2 separate regions of the Macaca mulatta genome follow, and region 1 is linked to region 2. The links are chromatin contacts, called in public Hi-C maps. All regions are on one chromosome and are shown on one strand. Each heading gives the region's core, a stretch centred on a gene start, on an enhancer-like site or on the middle of the called end of the contact. The rest is flanking DNA. Distances are from core to core; before and after follow the strand shown. Region 1 holds the start of BRD7 (bromodomain containing 7). Region 2 holds the start of CNEP1R1 (CTD nuclear envelope phosphatase 1 regulatory subunit 1).

The links. Hi-C and Micro-C count contacts between places; a contact is called where the count stands out from the background.
Region 1: a Hi-C map of blood shows a contact between it and region 2, with 3 times the contacts expected there. The contact joins the promoter of BRD7 here to the promoter of CNEP1R1 in region 2. A contact is called at or near these places in 2 of 14 Hi-C or Micro-C datasets (blood and cortical neurons).

What each region holds. Positions count from the first base shown.
Region 1 is chr20:45,817,418-45,824,233 of T2T-MMU8v2.0, forward strand. BRD7 (bromodomain containing 7) reads right to left here and starts at 2,590. Exons shown (of 18, transcript XM_077985626.1): 1 at 2,332-2,590; 2 at 1,705-1,913. The coding sequence starts at 2,380.
Region 2 is chr20:45,463,711-45,470,027 of T2T-MMU8v2.0, forward strand. CNEP1R1 (CTD nuclear envelope phosphatase 1 regulatory subunit 1) reads left to right here and starts at 1,511. Exons shown (of 6, transcript XM_015126091.3): 1 at 1,511-1,626; 2 at 2,682-2,753; 3 at 5,650-5,723. The coding sequence starts at 1,602.

The DNA.
Region 1 (6,816 bases), core at 1,340-3,839, 350 kb after region 2:
CATAAATCTTAGAGTTTAGGAAGAATTATTAAGCAATAACCAAACAAATGAAAGCAATGATCTAACTAGTTAAGTTCAGATTTGTATTTGCATACTGTACTTGTCTACAATCGCTTTAATATTAATTTAACCAATAATTGTGATGTACCTATATCTTGAGCAAGGGAAATTGAATTCTCACCTTCCATAACATGATGTCAGTAGAAGATATAAACTGCTAAATCAGCAAATATAAATCTGTATTTCGAAATGGAGATAAGTAGGCAAGGAAAAATACTAAAAAGTGTAGGAAGTACAACTCCAGAGTGGAGCAGCAGCCTGCTTTGTGTCAAAAAGCTGTGTAGTACTCTTGACTTTTAAAAACCATCTTCACGCATTACTTTACTACTATTAATCAAAAAAAAAAAAAAAAAACCAAAAAAAAAAAACCAAAAAAAAAAAACAATTGGTTACCTCTGAAGAGGGAGTCTATGTGAAGGATTGCGGTGAGGAAAACTTTTTTCATTTTGTGTACTTTTGTACCACATGAACTACTTTTAAAAAATCAAATGCATATATGGGTTTTATAATTTAAGGAACAAAACAAAACATTACTCCTACCTAGCCAAAGCTAATAAAAACTGGGACAAAAGGGAAGGAATAGACTTAAGAAATCCCCAAAATAAGATCTCTAAGACTTGGTGACTTAGCAATGTGTTCAATCACATGTAAGAGAAAGCTCCTGTTGTATTTACAAACATAAGTTATATAACTAACCTATGAAAATTTACCTTCACAATAATTGATTTACTGAGTCATTCAGTGGCAGGTCAAATTTGGAAAGTTAATAACAGTAATAACAATGTTATTATTATTAGAGACAGAGTCTCATATTATTGCCCAGGCTGGAGTGCAGTGGTGTGATCACACCTCACTGTGACCTTAAACTCCTGGGCTCAAGCGATCTTCCCGCCTCAGCCTCCTGAATAGCTGGGACACAGGTGCACACCACCAGGCTCTAGAAATTTTCGTAGTTTATTTCGTAGAGACAGGGCCTTGCTATGTTGCCCAGGCTGGTCTCGAACTTTCAGCCTCAAGCAATCCTCCCACCTCGGCATTCCAAAGCGTTAGGATTACAAGCGTGGGCTGCTGCGCCCAGCCATTAATTATTCTGCCCAGCTTTCAAACCAAGATGGCAGCTACTCATTCTTTTCTGTTAAATGCAAATGGTTAAGAATATCAATCTCCATTACAGATCTCTGACCAAACTTTCTCAATAGACTACAACATTGTTTTAAAAGATTTAAAGTTGCTCATTACAGATTTGGCATTATAATATTTATTTCAGAACAAAATTTAAATCCCAGTAGATCCCATTCACTTCTGAAATGACTCTGTTTGACAAACCTCGAACACTGAGGCTTTCTTGAGCATGACTTTTTACCCTGCCTAGACGGAAAAAGCATTCTTTGAAGCAGCTCCTGAAAATTTGGGCTTAGCTGCTTCCTCACCTGATGTGCGAGTACAATTGCCTAAGAGTATAATTCAAAAACGATTTGCTGAGACTCATAGATGATTCATGTCTCTATTCTGTCCTGCTCCTCTTCAAATGAGCCAGATCTTAGAGGCGTTTCAGTTTCCCCAGATACAAAGAAAATAAAGTGAGGTTGGTAGCTGGAGGAGGCGGTGCCGTCCGCAAAGCCAAAGCAATGCAACCACTTGTACCTTAACTCTTCTCCGTTTTCTCCCCTTTTCTTCACCTGGAACCTGCTTCTCTCCTTTCTTTCTCTTTTTCCGCTTTCTGTCCTTGTGTTTGTCATGATCGTTTTTGTCTTCGAAGAGGCTGGAGTCGTGCCCCGAACTGCCCGTGGAGAGTTCGGTGACTTCGTTCCCTCCTACTTTGAGAACCAGCTTCAAGGGCTTCTCCACATACTCTTAAAAAAAGAAAAGAAAAGAAAGCGCGTCGATTAAAGTCGGGGCTCTCCAGGGAGTGCTAAGGATGCAGAGCGCGAAGGCGCAGCAACGCCGAAGTGGCTTTGGGCGCCCCGCGAAGCACCTGTTGAATGACAGAGCCCGGCCCGGGGGTGCGGCACCGCCCGCCCCGAACGCTCCCACGCCTCTCGGGCCGCCTCACGTCTCCCCACCAGAGACCCACCGGCCCAGGGGGACCCGGGTTCGAATGCCGCCGCCGCACGGGGGGCAGCGCGGCCTCGGGCAGGACGCGCCCCCTTCGCGGGCCTGGGCCTGCCGTGGGAGGGAAGGGCCCTGGGCCGCCCCTAAGCCACTGGGAAAGAGCGGAAGCCCCGCAAAGGGGCCGAGAGCCCACCGCCCGCACCTCGGCCCACTCCTCACCCTCGTAGAGGTGTTTCTCCGACTTGTGCTTCTTGTGCTTCTTGCCCATGTCCGACCGGGCCCCGGTGCCCGCCCCCCGCGCCAGGCCCAGGCCGTGCGGCGCCGCTTCCGGTCCGGGCCAGGCGAGCGGAGGGCGGGAGCGGGGCCCGCGAGACCCCGCGCCGCGAGGCAGGGGGGCGGCGCGCGCCGGGCGGCGCGAGGCCCCTCTCGAGAAGACGGCGCGCGAGACCGGTCGGAGCCCGAGAGCGGTGGCGGGGGGGCGAGCGGCCGGAGCAGAGGCGGGAAAGAGGGCCCGCCGCGCGTGCAGGGTGCCGGCGGCTGCGGTGGCGGCCCCTGGCGACCGGAGGTGGCGCTGCAGCTCGCGGGCCGGGGGCGGAGTCGGGGCCGGGAGCGGAGCCGGGGCGGGGCCGAGGCGGGGCTGGGGCGGGGCCGGGGCGGGATCTACCGCTCAGAATCTTGTTTGTCTTCCTTCCTCCTTCTGCCCTCAATCTGTCTGTCTTGTTTCTGTCTTTGTGTGTCTCTCCCTCCCTCTCCCCTTCCCTCCCTTCTTTCTCCTCCCTGTCTCTCTTTCTTTTTCCCTTCCTCCTTCCTTCCTTTCTTCCTTCCCTACTTACTGCCTCCCTTCAAGCCTTCCCTCTCTCTGTTCTTCCTCCCGCGTCTCCCTTCCTTCTCCTCTCCCTGTCTCCTTCACTATTTTTTCCCTTTTCTTTTTTTACCCTTCCTCCTTCCCCCACTCTTCCTTTCTTTCCACTTTCCCTTGCTTGTTTCTTCCCTTTTACAATATTGACTGAACCAGCAAACTCAGCACATTGGTGACTGAAGATTCTAATCTTAAAAAAAAATCTCATGTGCTGATAGGTGAAGATTTCCAGATGTCTCGACTGTCTTTACTTCTAGCTGTATGGTGCTTTGTCTGTTTTCAGATAAGCTCATAATTATAGTCTCCTCTTAAGAAAGGATCTGTCATCAGTCATTTATACTTCAGGAAGAATTTGGACCCATGAATCACCTCTCCCAGGAAGATTTGTAGCTTTACCTTGAACTTCAGTGGTGAAATTATAGGCTTATATTTTAGGACCCTATTGTTGGCAAGTGATAGAAACCAATTTGAATTATTTCAAGTAAATGAAAAGGGATTTATTGGTTTACATGTCTAGGAAGGGCAAGAATAAAGCTTGCCAGAGGGAAGACAGGAACCAAGGATGTAATGCTATTGACTGGCATGCCAGCTCTTTCTCTCTCTTGTCTCTCTGTATACAATCGGTCTCCGTCTTCCCCCTTCTTTCCTATGTGGCTGGAAACATGGCCCCCATCTGCTTCTGAGGCCTCTTCTTTATAGTGTCCTGACCAACTGGGAAAAAGATCTCTTCTTGTCAGCTTCACCCGGAAAACAGTCCCAGGGAAGGACTCTGATTGGCTTGGCTTGTGTCACATGTTTTATGGGACAGGGGATGGGAGATTGATTTAGCCTAGATGCCAAATCTACCCCCCAACCCCCTTGGCCAAGAGAAGTGGAGTCTGTGATTGGCAGTCCCTGCCGGACTTCTATGGTTAGCCAGGGAAGATGAGATTCTTCTAATGAAGAGAGTTGCTTTTTCATGAAAGCTAAAAGTGTATGTCTATTGTTTCCCTATAACAAGCCTCTCTGGTGTCCGTGAGGTAGAGATCAGGCTGTGGAAAGAGGGGTTGTGTTGGGGAAGAGAACTTCTGCTGCTCTGAAATCAAGCCAGCAAGGCCCCCTAAGCATGGGGCAAAGCTTGGTTTCAGCTTTTCAGCCATTGTCTATAACTTATTTTGCTTTAAGAAGAACCACTATGCCAACTCCCACTGTAGCTTCTATTGTGGCATTGCCTTGCTCCAGGCTCAACCTGTGGGTTTACCTGTCTGCTCCTCATCACCCTGGGTACCTCATTGGTACTTACAGCATCTGGCACAGTGACTACTACTGTCCAAATGCCCCTCAGAGGAAAAAGGTCTGGTGAACTCATCCATCCTATCGAGTTAGTAATTTCCCTTCCCTCTCAAGAGTGATTGTACACAGGTCACAAAGTGGTCACAGCAATGGAAAGTGAATAAGAGCATGAAGCAGAAAACACCTTCTAGAAAAAAGTTCCTGGACGTGGAAGCCCAAACTCACCTAGTTTTAAATTCCCAGTACTAATACCATGAAGGCACATAGAAGGCACCAGAAAATGCTAGTTGAGCTGTACGGTCCTGGTTCGGGGAGACTCCCCCAGAGATTTCCGCCTGCTGCCATTCATGTCCTCCCAGTGAATGTGGAATGGCCTAGAGACTGGCTTCAGAGCAATAGAACATGGCAAAGATGATGGACGTCACTCTTGTGATGAGGATACGTAAGACTTCAGTCTTGTTTGCTGACTGTCTCTCTTGCCTTCTTGGCTTGCATGTTTTGATGAAGCAAGCTGCCATGCTGGAGAAGCCCATGTGACAAAGAGCTGAGGCCAGCCCCCAGTTGACATCTGGCTACAACTGAGGCTCTCAGTCCAACAGCCTTGAAGGATTGAATCCTGCCAGCAACCGTGTGAGCTTCAAAGTGGATCCTTCCTCAGTGGAGCGTTCAGATGAGACCTCAGCCCTGGCTGACATCCTGATCACAGCCCTGTGAGAGACCCAGAAGCAGAGGACCCAGTTAAGCTGTGCCCAGACTTCTCCCCACACAGAAAATGGGAGCTAATACATGTATGTTACTTAAGTGTTGGGGTAATTTGTTACATAGGAATACATGGCTTATACGGATATCATTGCAAGCAGGGAAACTTTCTAAGCATGCCACGTATCTCAATAAGAAGGACTAAAGTGACAGTAACAACAGCTACTGTTAATTGAGCAGTTGCCTGTGCAGGGCATTTGGTTAAGGCGATGAACACATCACCCCTTTGTATCCGTATTCTGGTCTGTGGGAAGAGTGCTGTTATCCCTATTCCACAGGTGAGGAAACTGAGGCCTGGAGAAGTCAGGTGGCTTCTGCAAAGTCACACACCTTGCCTACCTGGAATTTCAATCCATGTCTGCCTACCTCCAAACCCTACCTTCTAACCACTATGCCACATTGCTCTTGGAAAAGAGGGCTAGGTCATCTCCAACGACCCTTCCTGCATGTTTGGAATCATGTTAAATTAAAACAAATTCCAGAGAAGATGCATGTGCTCCTATATGCAGGTTTGTGCATTGAAAAAGATCAGAAGATAATTTAAGAATGGAAATAGGCTAGGCACACTGGCTCACACCTGTAATCCCAGCACTTTGGGAGGCCAAGGCGGGAGGATCGCTTGAGTGCAGGAGTCTGAGACCAGCCTGGCCTGGGCAACATGGAGAAACCCCATCTCTATTCAATTAAAAAAATGTAAAAAAGAAAAAAAGTAAAGAATGGAAATAGTTGTTATTTGCTGTTTATGGATTTTTGTGGGTCTAGAGGAACTAAATATACAAGGAGAAATTGACAAATAAAACACGACTGCTTAACTCGTTGGAATAGCTCTCTAATGGTGAAACTTCAGATTTTGGAATACCTGGGTAGGGGGAGGATCCTGAACTGGGCTGTGAAGGGGAGGTTTCTTGGCAGCAACAAGCTGCACTGCAGGAGAAGATGGAGCCGCTCTGCTCGTGTGTATTTGCTGGCAGAGGAGGAAGAGGATGATCTTGGGGAGAGGACCAAGCAGGCTCTGCACTTTGGTTAGTCCTACCTGGAGTCCTACATCTACTCTGCCGGCCTCTGTTGGTGCCCTTGCAGCCCGGTTTCCCTCATCGAGGAGAGAGAATGGTTGCCTTCTTCTCCAAGGGTGGCCCAAGCCTCACATATATATCCCTAAATCCCCAGAAGGCAGCCCCCAAAACTCTAGGGCTGAATAACTTAGAGAACACTGTTGGCACCTGTTCCACATCTGTCACCTACCTGGATCCTGAGCTCAGTGTCCTTCCTGCCACTCCGGAAGGAGGATATATTTGCCCATCTTAAAGAGGATGGATCTGAGGTTCCATAAGGGCGGGGACTGCCCAAAGCCACACAGCTGGGATTGACAGCAGGTCTTCATGTTCCAGGGCCTTCCCGGGGCCTCCACTGCCAGGGTGGAGAAGCCACTGTTGGGGTGGAGTCAAGATCAGAGAGCAATTGCCTGCTACATGGCTAGTCCGTGGGAGTCAGAATTGGGATCCAGGCCAGGGAAGCCCATCAGCTCTGGAGTGAGTGAGACAGAGCTGACTTGAGTCCTGGGGTCACGCTTACTGGGTCTGTGACCTTGGCATGTCCTGAGAGGGCTGCCTATCTCTGAACTTTGGAACTAGGGTGAGGTCATCGGGTGTGCTGCTGCAACAGGGTGGTTGTAAGGATGAAAGAAGGTAACGCGGTCAGAGCGCCGAGAGTAATGCCTGATATGGTAGATAGTAAATGGTCAATAAATATCAGCTGCTAATACTAACTTTTAAATATTTGTGAATGTCACTTTCCTGCTCAAAACCGTCTCGTGG
Region 2 (6,317 bases), core at 261-2,760:
GGGTAGAGACTTAATATTTAATTGCATTATGTCAAAAGGCAAAGTAGAGAACATAAAGGCACTCAGTGTGCAGCCTCTGCAAACCGGCTAGGGCCAGTCTTTGGTGAGTGGTCTCTTATCAGGAGAAAGTTACTGAAATCAGTCTCTTGTCTAATCAAAGCAGGAGTTATGGCTTGTGGAACAAAGGGATCAGTTAGTCAGTGACTGGTAGTTAGTAAGCTGCAATTGTTTTAATATTGCTTGTTTAGCTGCTAGAGGAAAAAAACGAACATTGTGGCAGTTAGAACATAGTTTATTCTTTAAGCGTCTGGGTGAGTGACTTAACCCTTGCCTGGCAGGACCTTAGGTCTTGTTTATAAGTTGGTATGTTACTGCCACAAAAAAATCTAGTCCATCAGTCTTAGGATTTTTTTTTTTTTTTTTTTTTTTGAGACAGTGTCACTCTATCACCCAGGCTGGAGTGCAGTGGCTCACTGCAACCTCTGTCTCCTGGGTTCAAGTGACTCTCGTGCCTCAGCTTCCCAAATAACTGGGATTACAGGAATGCACAACCACGCCTGGATAATTTTTTTGTATTTTCAGTAGAGACAGGGTTTTGTCATGTTGCCCAGGTTGGTCTCAACTCCTGACCTCAAGTGATCCACTCGCCTCAGCCCCCCAAAGTGCTGGGATTACAGGCGTGAGCCACCGCGCCCGGCCAGGATCTCCATTTTAACAAAAGTATTCTTATTTGAAATAAATTTCTTATTTGCTTGTTTGTTGCCTGCTGTAACCCTTCCTCTTTGTGGGCAGGAATCCTGTCTATCTGGCTCATACCCGTATCAATACAGTGTCTAGCATGTTAGGCAATAAAATGGTTTTGAATGAAAGAATGCCACCAATAAATGAACAAGCAGGCCTTGTGATCAAATATAAATGTAGTCAAATCCTTACAGATCTCTTCTTAAGCTATAGGTATTTGGGCTTATACTTTGCCTCATTTATGAATTATGAAAGTTAGGTGACGTGAGAAGAAAGTAACCAAGAGAGAAGTGTTTACTTAAGGAGTTGGTTATCTAGGATACCATAATTAAGGAAGCTGGTTATTTAGGGTTCTAGTTAGTTCTGTACAGATTTCATTACTCCTTGAGATCCTTGAGGACAGAACCAGCTCTTTGATTTCTGTATCCCTCGCTAGCGACCAGAATAATGCCTGGAAGGTAGTGGGCGCTCAATCAACATTTGAGGAATGAAGGAACCAAGCGGCGAACGGGGAATAAATGAATGAACGATCTGGCTTCGGAGGGCTGCAGTTCCTCCCCGGGGCAGGAGGCGGCGCCAGCGTTACGCCAGCCTGGCCGCAGGGAGTTCTTGGTCCCTCCGGCTGACAGTCCAACGCTAAGCTCCGAGGCTGGTGCAAGAGATAGCCAATAGAAAGCCGTCTTAGTTGGCGGTCTACTAGAGGAACCCAATGAGCGTAGCGGGTATAGGCAAGGGGCGGTGCGACGGGGAGGGGCAGCGGGGAGCGGTTAGAGGTGGGAGTTGGCGCTGCGGGCCGGGCGGGGGCCGCGGAAGCTGCGATGCGGACGGGGCCGCGGCGGTGAGCTGAGCTGCCGCCAGACATGAACTCGCTGGAGCAGGCGGAAGGTAGGGTGGGCCGCCCGGGCCCGTCCCACGTCTCCTCTCAGAAGCTGGCGGCGCTCCGGAGGGGCCGGCGTCGTGAAGACCCCCGCCCGGGGAGGAGGCCGCAGAGGATGGAGCTCGGGGCCCGGAGCTTGGGGGCGCGGAGGCAGCCGTACCTGGCCGGACGCGGGGGGCGGCGCCTCAGCTCCCTCTGTCCCCACAAGCCTAGAGGGTTTTGAGCTCCTCGCCAGCTACTATTTTTATTTTCTATTCATTGGCAGACACTTGCACTCCGTGCATTGTAGCCTGCTAATTCATTTCATTTCATTCTCACAGCCCCGCGAGTTGTATCCCTGATTCCTACGGTGGTTTCCGGTAACTGCCAAGGTTAGGAAGTGCCGCTCGGTGTTTTAAAGTTTAAAGCACACCACTGCGGAAAGGATACCCCACCACTCGGAGCAGCTTAGACGCCCCTGTCTTCTAGAACTAGGCGCTGCCTGGGCGCCACGAAGATCACCTGTACCCCCTTCGGAGGGGGCAAGGGGAATGTCTTTCCACACCCACCCGCTATCAGTGTCAAGAAGTCTAGTAAGGCCAGACAGCGTAGCCATTAATTAAATATAAGAGCTGGAAACAGCAGGCGGGTAATTGTAGTCAGGTAGACCTCGAAGACTTTGATGTTAGGCACTACGTGGTTCTAATAGGAAGTTCTTGGTTCCCGGAGAGCTAAAACTGGATTTTAATTTTATTTGCAACCCTGAAATTGTTCGCTTTTGGCGCTGGCTGAGGCAGCTGCTTAGTTTCTCCCCATACCATTTTTATGAAGCTTCTAAAAGTGAATCAGTAAGTTTTCTTATATGAGAAATTGGAATTAAAGAACTCTAATGTTTTTGTCAAGTGCTTAAAAAGCTGTCATAGTAAATGAAATAAACAGTGCAGTGATACATGGAAGTTAGTGTGTAAGACCTGAAGCAGTTAAGAGTGTCTCACGTGTCGTCTTAATGTTAGGTAAATACTCTGTGACATTTCGTCAGAAGAGTAAGAGTGGCTAATTGGAAAATTGACATCTTTCTACCTAGATCTCAAGGCTTTTGAGAGGAGACTTACTGAATATATTCATTGTTTGCAACCTGCTACTGGTCGTTGGAGAAGTAAGTTCCTGAATGTTATTTTAAGGGAAAACTAACAGTTGATAATTTTATCCTTATGTAGGAATGATTTGCTTTTATGTAAAATGTTTGCGTAAATTTATTTAACATTGTGAACAATGCCTTATGAAGAAATGTTTAAGAAAAGGAAATTGTAACTGGCCTTCTCAAAAGAACAGTCTATGTCGTGTGGTTGTTTTTGTTTTTGCATTAAAAAACATATTTTTGGCCAGGCGCTGTAGCTCACGCCTATAATCCCAGCACTTTGGGAAGCCCAGGCAGGCGGATCACCTGAGGTCAGAAGTTCAAGACTAGCCTGGCCAACACGGTGAAACCTCGTCTCTACTGAAAATACAAAATAAGCCGGTCATGGTGGTGCCGCCTGTGATCGCAGCTACTCGGGAGGCTGAGGTGGGAGAATCGGTTGAACCCGGGAGGCAGAGATTGCAGTGGGCCGAGATTGCGCCATTGCACTCCAGCCTGGGCGACAAGAGCAAAACCCAGTCTCAATAAATAAATAATAAAAATATTTAAATTTTTAAATTAACTATTACAACTTTGATAAAGACATACCTAATAAAAATTTCACTAGCCCGTTTGGCAGTTTTATAATTTGCCTACAAACTATTGGAATAAAATTTTAGTAAGAAGAATCATATTGGCAGGGCGCAGTGAGTCACGCGCATAAAAATCCCAGTGCTTTGGGAGGCCGAGGCGGGAGGATTGCTTGAGCATGGGAGTTTGAGATCAGCCTGGGTAACATGGAGAGACCCCATCTCTACTCAAAAAAAAAAAAAAAAAAAAATTTAGCCAGGCATGGTGGCACACCCCGAGGTCCTAGCAACTTGGGAGGATCACTTGATCCCCAGGAGGTTGAGGCTGTAGTAAGCTGTGTAGTGCGCTAAGTGAGCTATGTTCACTGCACTCCAGCTTAGGGAACAGAGGGAGACCCCGTGTTTTTTAAAAAAAAAAAAAGTAAAGTCATGTTATTTAATGTATACTTGGAAAAGTTACAAAATTACCCTTAGTTGATTTTTAACAAAGCATAACTGCTGCTTTGAAGTCTGACCTAGAAAAGAAATTCACATTATTAGTATCTATTCATAAGTATCATGAGTGCTACAAAATATAATTTGAACAGTGATTACTTGCCCATGGAAATACATAGGAAGTGTGGACAAATATAGGAGCCATGAGATCATCAAACAAAATGCTTTGTTAGTATATGTTTGGAATAGTTTTGGTTTGTTTTTTGGAATGAAGTCTCGTTCTGTTGCCCAGGCTAGAGTGCAGTGGCGCCATCTCGGCTCACCGCAACCTCTGCCTCCCGGGTTCAAGTGATTCTCCTGCCTCATCCTCCCGAGTAGCTGAGATTACAGGTGCCCGCCACCACGTGCAGCTAATTTTTTTGTATATTTTTAGTGGAGATGAGGTTTCTCCATTTTGGCCAGGCTGGTCTCAAACTCCTCACCACAGGTGAGGCTTCCCAAAGTGCTAGGATTACAGGTGTGAGCCACCACACCGGGCCAAATAGTTTTAATTTCTTGGATGGTCATTATTTAAATTTAATTCCTATCAAGAAGGAAGTGTAGTAGCACACATTGAGGATTTACTTTATTTCAAAGCGTAAATCGGTTTGCTGGACCAAAAAAGTACTATTGAAGCTAAGGATCTGGCAAGATTTTTTGTGTAATTGTTATTAAATCTATTTGCAAAGTTTTATTAGTATGCTGTGAGAATTCTGGTTGGTCAGAATTTACAGGTAATGATTTTCCTAGGTTCTCTGGTTTACCTAGGAATTATCCCCAAAACCTATGTTTCACTGTTAATTGAATATCTTTTAAAATGTATATGATACTGCCCTATCTTATAAAAGGTGATATAAATATACTTACTTTTTCTCTGACTCATGGTCTTAGCACTTACTTGGTTAATGAACCAGCCAAATAAAGCATGTGTATGAGGTCCTTTCTAGTGTATTGATTTTGCTTTTGCTTATTTTTTTTAAAACATACATGTGTAATATAGTGTGTGTATTTCTGCAAATACAGAATTGTAAGAAATTGAGTTAAGTCTATTCTGAGTTCAGAACATAGTTTTGATATTTTGATCCTGTTTTTCTATATTTGCTATATTTCTGTTGCTCTTGGAAACTGGATTTCCACATTTGAAAAATGTATGCGTCCTAACTGAAAGACAGGCAACGGTCATCATCTCCAGAATATTAACTGGGTCTTGATGCCCCTTTATTATTTTTTACTAATACCATTCTTAAGTTTTACTTACAATTTATTTAGAATTTCTAAAATCATGCTAGCTCAGTGGAGAGAAAGACCTTTTCTTAGTTTTACTGGCAGAATTTCTACCCTACCTTTAAGTCCCTTAAAGAAAATCCGATACTAACTGGTGTGCTCCATACTTCCTGCACTGACTTTAATGTAACCATGGCAGTCATCTGCAAAGCAAAATCCTTTAGTCAGTCTTCTCAGTACATTCAAAAAGGAGTCTTTGATGGTTTCTTTACAGTAGAAAATGAGTTTGTTGTTTTTTTAATTTGAGTTTACAAGATCTGTAAAATCTTCACTAAGCACAGTGAACATTACATAGCATAGACTCTTCTACTGAAGTGTCACCATCGAATTGCTTTTTATTTCATTGATCTTCATAAGTTCTGACCAAATCATAAGAGAAACAGTATCCTTAATTACTAAGGTTCACAATGTTTAAGAGAATTCCTGGAAGCCATATGGCAAGCCTCCTAATTCCTGAGTCTAGTTAGTGCATTTTCCATTTAATAAAGTGCTATATTCTTTGGTTGTCATTTAGTAGGAACTTCTGGTGATAGTATCACATATTAAGTATGTATTTGCTTACTAATTTCGTGTTTATCTTTCATCAGTGCTTCTTATAGTGGTATCTGTCTGTACAGCTACTGGTGCCTGGAACTGGTTAATAGACCCTGAGACACAAAAGGTAGAAGTTTTGTTTTAAAATCATTAGCATAATTAAATGAGATAATGGATATTGTAGTGCTTTGTTAATGATAAAGTATTCAAACACTACTACTAGTGATATTGTCGTATTAAAAATATGCCTTTTATTAATTTGCTCAAGGAAGATTTTGGCTGGCTGTTGTGAATTAAGTGTCTTTACAGGGAAAAGGTCTAAGAGATGCTATTATTTCTTAGACATTTAGTTGTTATTTGTCATTCACTTCTGAATTTATCATTTGTACATTTTTTATATATCTCTCATTTTTACTTCAGTGTGAGTATTCTCTTCATTCTGCTTTGTTCATTGAGTGTAATCAGTGCCAGCTTTTAAAAGTTCTAAAATAGGCCAGGCATGGTGGCTCACACCTGGAATCCCAACACTTTGGGATGCCAAGGCAGGAGTTCAAGACCAGCCTGGGCAATGTAATCTAGCAAGACCCCATCTCTACAAAAAATTTAAAAATCAGCCAGGTGTAGTGGCGCATGCTGTACCCAGCTACTTTGGAGGCTGAAGTAGGAGGATCACTTGAGCTCAGGAGATCGAGACTGCAGTGAGCTATGATTGTGCCACTAC